Linked DNA regions of Anser cygnoides: region 1 is linked to region 2. The links are chromatin contacts, called in public Hi-C maps. All regions are on one chromosome and are shown on one strand. The core of a region is the stretch at or near the end of the contact, and the rest is flanking DNA. Distances in the headings are between cores, read along the strand shown. Region 1 holds the start of NDRG3 (NDRG family member 3). Region 2 holds the start of EIF6 (eukaryotic translation initiation factor 6).

Evidence for each region. A called contact is a pair of places that touch in the nucleus more often than the background predicts.
Region 1: a Hi-C map of liver shows a contact between it and region 2, with 2.0 times the contacts expected there. The contact joins the promoter of NDRG3 here to the promoter of EIF6 in region 2. A contact is called at or near these places in 2 of 7 Hi-C or Micro-C datasets (granulosa cells and liver).

What each region holds. Positions count from the first base shown.
Region 1 is chr16:15,391,635-15,395,927 of Taihu_goose_T2T_genome, forward strand. It overlaps NDRG3 (NDRG family member 3), which reads right to left and starts at 1,797. Exons shown (of 16, transcript XM_048048906.2): 1 at 1,669-1,797.
Region 2 is chr16:14,804,782-14,809,125 of Taihu_goose_T2T_genome, forward strand. EIF6 (eukaryotic translation initiation factor 6) reads right to left here and starts at 1,929. Exons shown (of 6, transcript XM_048046430.2): 1 at 1,745-1,929; 2 at 1,578-1,663; 3 at 220-395. The coding sequence starts at 1,851. FAM83C (family with sequence similarity 83 member C) reads right to left here. Exons shown (of 4, transcript XM_013195881.3): 4 at 3,014-4,344. The coding sequence ends at 3,490.

The DNA of each region.
Region 1 (4,293 bases), core at 547-3,046, 590 kb after region 2:
CACAATCCCAGTCCCATGACTAATAATCCAAACGAACCCTAAAGATTACCTCATTTCTTCAGCAGTCTACCCCTAGTTCAGTCCTATTTGAGTATGGGACACATATCTGGTAAGTTCTGCTTCCTAGTCCAGTTCAGTTATCCGACAGGAAAGCTCCAAGCTGTTACCAAACTCAGCTTAGATTTTACATAACCTATTAACTTTTTGCCATGGACCTCTACATCAGGGCTAAGCATAGTTTGACAGGGGTTTGGAAGACTGTTGCCCTCTTGTTCCTATAGAAAAGGACAGGCAAAGCCAAAGCAATGAGCTCCATCATCTTATCTGAATATAGGAGAGTCATGAATGTGCCTGACAAAGGAAGAGAAGTGGATTCTGCTCCACTTGTAAACCCATCGTCTCATCATCTCGGCACTCAAGCACAAAACCTCTTCTGGGTTTCCCAGATTTAACTCCCTAGCACTCAACAGACCTTTCCTATTCCCTGGAGCAAACACGTGCTTGACCAAGTTGTCCCATTTCTGCTACCAACTGGGACCGTGACCTGCATGCTGCAACCGCCCCGTGCCACGGCTGGATCCCACATTGGTTCCAGGCTCCCCAAACCTGCAAACCTGAGAGGAACGAATCAAGAACTGGATCAGACACCGGGCTCTGACTCGGCAATGTCCCCAGGTGCTGCCGCGGGGTCAGACGGCAAACCCCGCTCCTCTGGGTCGCCCATGACACTGTTTCTTCTGTAACCCAGGCATCTTCTGCATGGGACTTACAGCAAGGATTTTCATGCTAATGGAAGCACCTGACTTCACTACAACGCTTTGAAGTACTCCCCATGACTTACATTACACATCAAATAAACGGACATTGACCTAAAGCGATGACGCAAGTCAGCATAAGATATTTTTTATACAGCCTATTCCTTTCCTATTCATACAACAACAAGACCCTATCGAATTAAAGAAAAAAATATATGTTTTTGTTGTCCAAAAGAAATCAAGACCTGCGAATTTTAAGATACGAGTACTCTCAAAGGAAAGCTATCGACCACAGTAAGCGGCAGCCCGGAGCACCCCAGCGCTTTATTCAAACGACCGGCGTCATCTCCACGAGAAGCCGGGGCGAGTTTTGAAGGCGTTTTTTTTTTTTTTTTTTTTTTTTTTCCCCAGCGAAGCCCGGAGTGCCGAGGGATCGTTTCCCGAGCCAGCTCCGTGCCGGCGCGGTGCCGTCCCCGGCGCAGGGAAGCAGCGCGCAGCCCTCCCTCCTCCGGCGGCGGCCCGGCGGCCCCCGGGGGCTGCGGTCAGCTCGGCGGGAGCCGCCCGGGAAGGGCCCCGCCGCGGTAACCGGCAGCCGGCTCCGCCCCGGGACGGGCAGCGGCCGCAGCGGCGCCGCGGTGCACGGCTCGGCTCCGCTCGGCTCGGCAGCGCTGCCGGTGCCCGCGGGCACAGCCGCCGCCGCCGCTCGCCCTCCGCCCGCCCGCTGCCCGCCGCCGCTCCCCGCGGAGCCGCCGCTCGGCACCTACTGCCCGGCGGCCACCGATCGCCTCAGTGCCGCGGAGCCCGGCAGCGGCAGAAGCCGCCCGGAGCGCGGGCCGGCGGGGCCGCCGGCTCAGGGCTCAGCGCCGCCCCGGCGCGGGCTCAACCCCGGCCCGCGGGCGGCCGCGGCGCTCACCTGGACGGCGGCACCTCAGCAGCTCCGGCCGCCGCGGCATGGGGGGGCCGCTCTGCGCCTGCGCGCCGCGCCGCGGGCCCGCACACGCGCACGGCTCGTGGCGGGGCTCGGGACTACAAAGAAGATGGCGGCAGCGCCGTCTCGCGAGCCGTCCGCCGGGCACCGCCTTCCGCCCCCGGCTGAGGGGGATGCCGGCAGGAGCAGGCGCTGGGAGCGCTGCGGTACGCGCTCCCAGGAGGAATGCGTCCGGCTCTCCCCTAGTACGAGCTCTCTGTGCCGTTTCGCGTTCGCTCTCATCTTTTACAGAAGTTGGAAGGCGTGCAGCCCCCGGCCCGCCGCGGTGACGGGGCCGTGGGGTGGCGGCGAGCGGAGGGGGGTGATGGCTCGGAGGGAGCCTGGCAGCCTGCGTTTTCACAGGCACCGACAAAAGGCGCCGTTTGGCTCCTCAGGCTGGATGCTTGATGGGGAGGTAGTATGGCAAGCACCCAAGGAATGGCTGACTTGAACATCAAACCCTTTTTACTGTTGGCTGCATTGGAGGAGTGCACCTAGGTAAAACGATCGTCGTGGCCCTTCATCCATGACTGTTTCAGTGAGATGGGAAACGTTTTGCTGCATGGTGTTTGTAACAAAGGGACGTGAACGCTTCTGTAGATGTCGAGCCGTGCTCATCAGCCCTTCTCTTTGTGCAGCACTTTCTCAGCACCCTCTGGTCTATGAGTCCAGGCTCAGTTTTTCCTTGTGGCCTCTTCATCTCTATTCCTTTCACTCTTACACAATAATATTTTGAAAACTTAGAACACAAGAAAACTTCATTTACCAGCTCAGTCTGCTGCCAAGTCACCACTGAAGAACTCATCATGTGAAATCCCAGCTAGACACTCACCTGGGCACAGCAGTCACAAACAAGCTGCAATCTCTTGCTTGGTACAAGGTACATCGTACCATTCCAGTGGTACAATTCGTACCGCTCCAGTGGAGCGCAGTGCCACCTTCCCAGTGTAAACCAATGCACATGCAACATGCAGATGTGAATGTTTGAGGCAGCCCACTCTGAGGTCGCAGTTATTCAACCACATACCTACTGACAAATCCTGGTGCCATATTCCTTTCACAGATGCCATGAATGTAACTAAACTGGCAGCAAGTTTTGCACAAAACTTGGTGTTTGCAACTGTAAAGAGTGCTTTCACTATTGCTGCTTTCCTGGCTCTTTGGGAATGTCTTAAAGTAGAAATACTTGGATCCCAGAATAGCAAAGCATCCCCAGCTCCTCTCACCTTAACCTTGGTATGGACCTGCACCAAACATCTGAAAACTAGGTACTGCCCGAACTTAATCCATGTTCTGGTTTCTGGTGCCACCCAGTGGTCCTACATCCTGCTTCTAACTCCGTTCTTAATTACGTGGAGGCTGTTACCGAGTAGCCCTTGGGGGAGGGGAGGCGGAGAGGAGGGACCGTATGCAGGTAAATAATTCCTGCGTATGTTTGCAGCAGAAGAAGAAAGAGCTGTGAGTGATCCTGGCACTGGGGCACTCAGCTGTACCCAGCATTACAGTGTCCAGTACCCCTTTCTTGTTATCTTTTAGCCTCAGCCCGTTCTTACATCACTGCCCTGAACCACCTGCAAAATCCTGCCACCTCACAGCACTACCTGTTGTTACTTTATCACCGTCTCACGCTTATCAGTTATTTCTAGCAATTTCTCATGTCACATGTCACAGTCATTAGTTTTTCCCACCCTGCATTTTGGGTAATTAACATCCCTGTAAGCCTGCAGACAAGACTAGTCCTTTGGCCCCACTTGTCACATGATGCTTCCCAGCTCATGGGTGTAGGCAGCAGAATGGAATATGTTTGTTATCTCTCCAGCTTCTGTTGATGGAATGAGCCCGCTTTTGGTCTGGATCCTGTCCTGGCCTGCAGATCTGAGCAATCTACCTTGCAGATCTGAGCAATCTACTGCAGGTCACTGCATTGAAGGCCAAGTCAAGTCTGCTTTCTGCAAAGGAGATTCAGTTCAGCACCACAGTGTTAGGCAGTGTTACGTACTCACAAGTCTGGAGGCAAGTGCTATTCCATTTTGCCAGCTGTGATTAGTATGATGCTCCCAGCACAGCCATTTGTTTACAGTGCACCTTTGTCTGGTTTTGCCAGGGCTAAATACTGGAATTGAGGCACCTCTGGTGATCATCTCTCCCATACATTTCCCAGTTTGGCCCAGACATCTGCTCTTTCTTTCAAGGAACTGCCAAAAAATAAACTGGGATTCAAAACATGTATGTATCTCAGGTAGGCTGGCTGCTCCCTGAAGGATGGAGGAGCCAGGAGCTAAGCATGGTAAGCTGAGCAAGGCCAAGGCAGGGAATGATACCGATGTCTCATACCCAGGCAAGGCAGATCCAGAGATAGCAGCTGGCTTCAGTGGTGTTTCTGGGCCCATGTGTAGGATGTGTCGGGGTGGTGGCTCCAGGTGAGACTGGACAGGGCCATTAAGGCGTATTAGTGCACTGAGGGCCCCTGCCAAATAATTGTACATGGGACTATCCAGTGTACTGTGCCTCAGTCTGCCATTCACTGATATCCACTTCCCCTCCTCACACCCAGCTCTGGCAGATCCCCTG
Region 2 (4,344 bases), core at 679-3,178:
AGTCAGAAGTCCCAAATCCAATTCTGTGATTTCTCTCCCAAGAAGAAAGGAAACGTGAGGCAGCACAGCTTCCTACACGATGTTAGCTCAACTGTTAGCATAACTCTTCTGAAATTCATACTACTTATAGTATGCCTCAATAGCTACAAACTTCAATTGCAGCTTCAGAATAATTTCAGATGCATCCATAAGGAATGTAAAAGCGTAAGAGCCGTATACCCTGTCAAGATCTGGATGAACAAGAGCTACGTAGTCATTGCAGGTAGTGACATTGCCTAGTGCCGAGAGACGCTCTTCTACTCGCTGAATTCGTACAGAATCTGGAAGGCTATTGCGGATATGTTGAAGCTCTTGGTCTGTTGTACTGCTTGGGACCAACAGCCCGTGCCTGTTCCCTAAAATGACCAAAAAAAGGAAAGTAACGTATAAAAAAGAAAAACAATTCCACATTAAAGTAATTTTAAAAGCAACTATTTCCATTGTGCTTACTACTTTACTGCAGCTCAGAAAAAGGCTGGAACTGCCCCGCCCCATCTGTTCATTTCAAGCCCACAAATCAGCCCAAACAAAATAACATGACCACTTGAAAATAACACAGCACCACAGGTGAGGGAAAGCCAGGATGAAGCACAAACTTAAAGAATATAAATGGGTAAATGAAAATACTTTGATTCACTATTCTTTTTTAAGAGAACTAAAGGAAACACAAGGTTCTCAACGAAACACTTTGTTATGAAATTTCCCCCAGTAGATGCTGGTTGTCCTCACAAAGCCTACAGATTCCACTTGATTTTGTTACTCTCCTTTAACAAAGTGGTAACATTTGGTAATGTTACCATGGTAACATGGTAACAAAGACATTCTTTTTTTTTTTTTTCCAGGAAAAAAAAAAAAAGCACAGAGCATGCTTTTCTGAATAGTATACCACTGGCTGGAGACAGGTGAAAGAATTTTCTTTGACCTTCACATCTGTAATGCCTCCCTTGCCCTCACCCCTCCAGTACTGGCCCTGAACCATTAACCTTCAGAAAAAAAATGGAATGGCTTCTCCCAGTTTACCAGAAAGCAGATTTATGTGCATCCATAACCTGTCTTCAGGCCTTGAAAAGCAGACGCTCTTTATTACCCTGGCTGGTTTTTTTTGTTTGTTTGCTTTTTAGCAGAGGAGGAGGAAATTCTTCACTGTAAGGGTGGTGAGGCACTGGCACAGGTTGCCCAGGGAAGCTCTGGATGCCCCATCCCTGGAGGTGTTCAAGGCCAGGCTGGATGGGGCCTTGGCCAGCCTGATCTAGTGGGTGGCATCCCTGCCTATGGCAGGGGGGTTGAAACTAGGTGATTTTTAAGGTCCCTTCGAACCCAAGCCGTTCTATGATTTTTAATTGGGTGAGCTTCACTTCCTACAGCTTTGCTCCTTCTCTTCACACAGCGTAACCCTGGATGAGGGGTGCCGCTCGTTGGCCTCCCCAGCCCAGCCCAGCCCGGGGCGTTTTCCAGCACCAGCAGCACGCGACTTTTTCCGACCCCCAGCCGAGCACGCCCACCCGCGGGCCCCGAGGCCGGGGACCCCCGCCACCTACCCACACACATCCTGCCGATGATGCGGCAGCCGGCGATGGAGGCGTGCACCACCGGGATGGTCCCGAAGAGCTCCCCCTCGAAGACGCTGGAAGGAGAAGGAGCCGTTAGGGGTCAGCCGCGGGGCCGGGCCGGGCCGGGCCGGGCCGGGCCCTCGCGGCTCCCTCACCTGTAGAAGTTCTCGGAGCCGCCGATAGCCACGAGGCAGTAGGCGTTGGTGAGCTTGGCGAAGCAGCCCAGCTCGTTGTTGTTCTCGAAGCTGGCGCGGACGGCCATCGCTGCGGACGGGAGCACGGCGCGGCCCCACGCGGCACCGCCGCTTCCGACCCCGGCGGCGGGCGGAAGGCAGCGGGCGGGGCGGCCCCGGCAGCGCCCGGCGGAACAGCGCCGCCGCCCGCCGGGAGGAGCGGCCGCTCTCCGCGCCACGAAGGGGGCCCGGCCCCGGCCCCGGCCCCGGCCCGTCGCGATTTTTCGGGTCCGTGTGGCAGCGCCGCTGGGCTCCGCAGCCAGCACGGAGCTCCGACCTTGCGCTGCGGGAGCAACACAGCGCCGCGGGCCTGGCCGCGGCACCGCGGGCCCCACCATGGCGCGGTGTGCCCAGACGCGCCAGCACAGGCTGACAGCGCTCGGGCCCTCGCAGGCCGCCTTGTACACAAAGATGCCACTGTGGGCCCAGGCACACCACTGTGGGCTCAGACGCATCGTTGCCATCCACGTACTTGGACGCTGCACTGTCCCTGTGCCTGGACCTGTCACCTCATGCCGTCACCATCTGTGTTCTCACACGCTGCTGTGCGCTGGCACTGCCTGCGTGCCCAGGCACACCACCTTGTGTCATCGCTCTCCATGGGCCCAGACATACACTGTGGACTGAAATGTGCCACTGTGTGCCATCACAGTCTGCGTGCCTGGACACACCACCATGGTCTGGACCGCCACCGTGGGCCAACACTGCCCATGTGCTGGAAAAAAACGTGTCCAGATGCCACCCATGTGCAGGCATACCTTCCCCATCCAGGCATGACTGAATACCACCTTTGTTCTGCCACCACCGGTGTCCCAACAGCACAATGAGCAGACGTGTCACCTGTGTGCAAGCATACACCCAGGGATTCAGACACCGTCCGTGTGCCTGGGCATGCCACCCATGTCCAGGCACAACCCATGTCAGCTGCCATCTGTGTTCAGATACAATCTGTGTGCAAATACTACCCATGTGCTGGCATCGCCCACGTGCAGACACCACTTACCTGCCATCACCACACATGCGCAGGTGCCACCCATGTCCCCAGACATGCCACCCATGTGCAGCCACCACCTGTATCTTCCTGGCACGGCACAGATCAGCACTGCTGGGGCCTGGCCCCAGGACAGGGTGGCAAGAGGCCCTGGCCAAGCTCAGGATGCTCACCACCCTAGGAGGGACCCAACGCAGCTCTTTCCAGTAGAACAGTGCCTTTATTTTTAACATCACCCTGCATTTGACCATTTCATTTTCAGCAAATGGCTACAGGGAGAGGAATTGCTCAGTACAAAGAAAACCTGGGTTCACCCTGAAAACCTCAGTAGCCAAACAGTTTCCAGTTATAGCAGTGGTTTTCCTGTAAGTTTGGGGGGAAATAGTTCTTTTCCAAATGAGTAAAAAATATATAGAAGTGTGCGTTATGTTTATGTCATTTTCTCTCCTTTGCTATCAACTCGTAATTGAAAAATTGAATTGTACTTACTAATATCATCTTAATCAGTCATCTACGTATATTAGAAATTGCAGCATAGCACAAACACCTTTTGATAGGAACAAGACTAATTTGCCACCTGTACTTTGATTTCAAGCCCCAGATACGTTGATTGGTAGGGAAAAGCAACCACTTGAAAATAAGACCAAAGGACACACCGAGGCCCGGGAGAACCAGGTCAGAGTTCAAACCGACTGTGTATGTGTTTAGATTTTAACTTGTTGTATTTGGTGATCAGATCCAGCTTACTGTGTCCAAGAGTCATTCTTTTCTCAGCCCCGTATGCGCTGCTCTTTTCCATCAACATGTCCTCAGTAAGTTTATCATAGGAAGGAACTGCAGGCTTTTTTGTGCGTTTGAGCTGGTTGTACGGTAATAACAGGTCCAATTTTCCTTGTCCAAGACCCTGTCTTTTTTCTGTCCCATAAAAGTTATCATTTTCTGCTGTTGGTTCCCTGGAGGTAGCAGCAGGCTCTTTCTGCTTTGTGCTTGTCACAGTGCAATTGGCACCCTCTGAAAGGAACTGTGGCGTCTGCTCCTGTGTCACTGGGGAGCAGTGGCCGCTGTTTGCCTTGTCATCCCCTTGATAATTAGGTTTGTTGGAGCTGAGGACAGGGGATGGCTCCAGCTGCAAAAATGTCCTTGCTGTCGTGAGATTTGATTTGTGATACAAGTTGGACTTATTTGAAGGACTGTTAGGTGAGTCTGGTGGTTCCCCTTGCTGCACAGGGCAAGTGGGCTTCAGAGATGTGTCTTCCTTCCCCATCTTATCACCAGAATCAGGGCTCAAATCATGCTTCTCCTGGTGAACACTGCAGCTGGGGTTTTTCATAAAGGGAGACATTTTTATGCTTCTGATGCTTACATTGGAGAGGCTGCTGGAGGCACTCAGGGTTTCAGCATCATTCTGGATGGGCTTCAAAAGGGATTCAGTACTTTTTGAGGTGTTCTGAGACAAGGGATCCGACACAGAGAAGCTGGTCACTGCTTTGGACTCTGCATACAAGTACCGAAATTCCTTGTCAAATTCTGC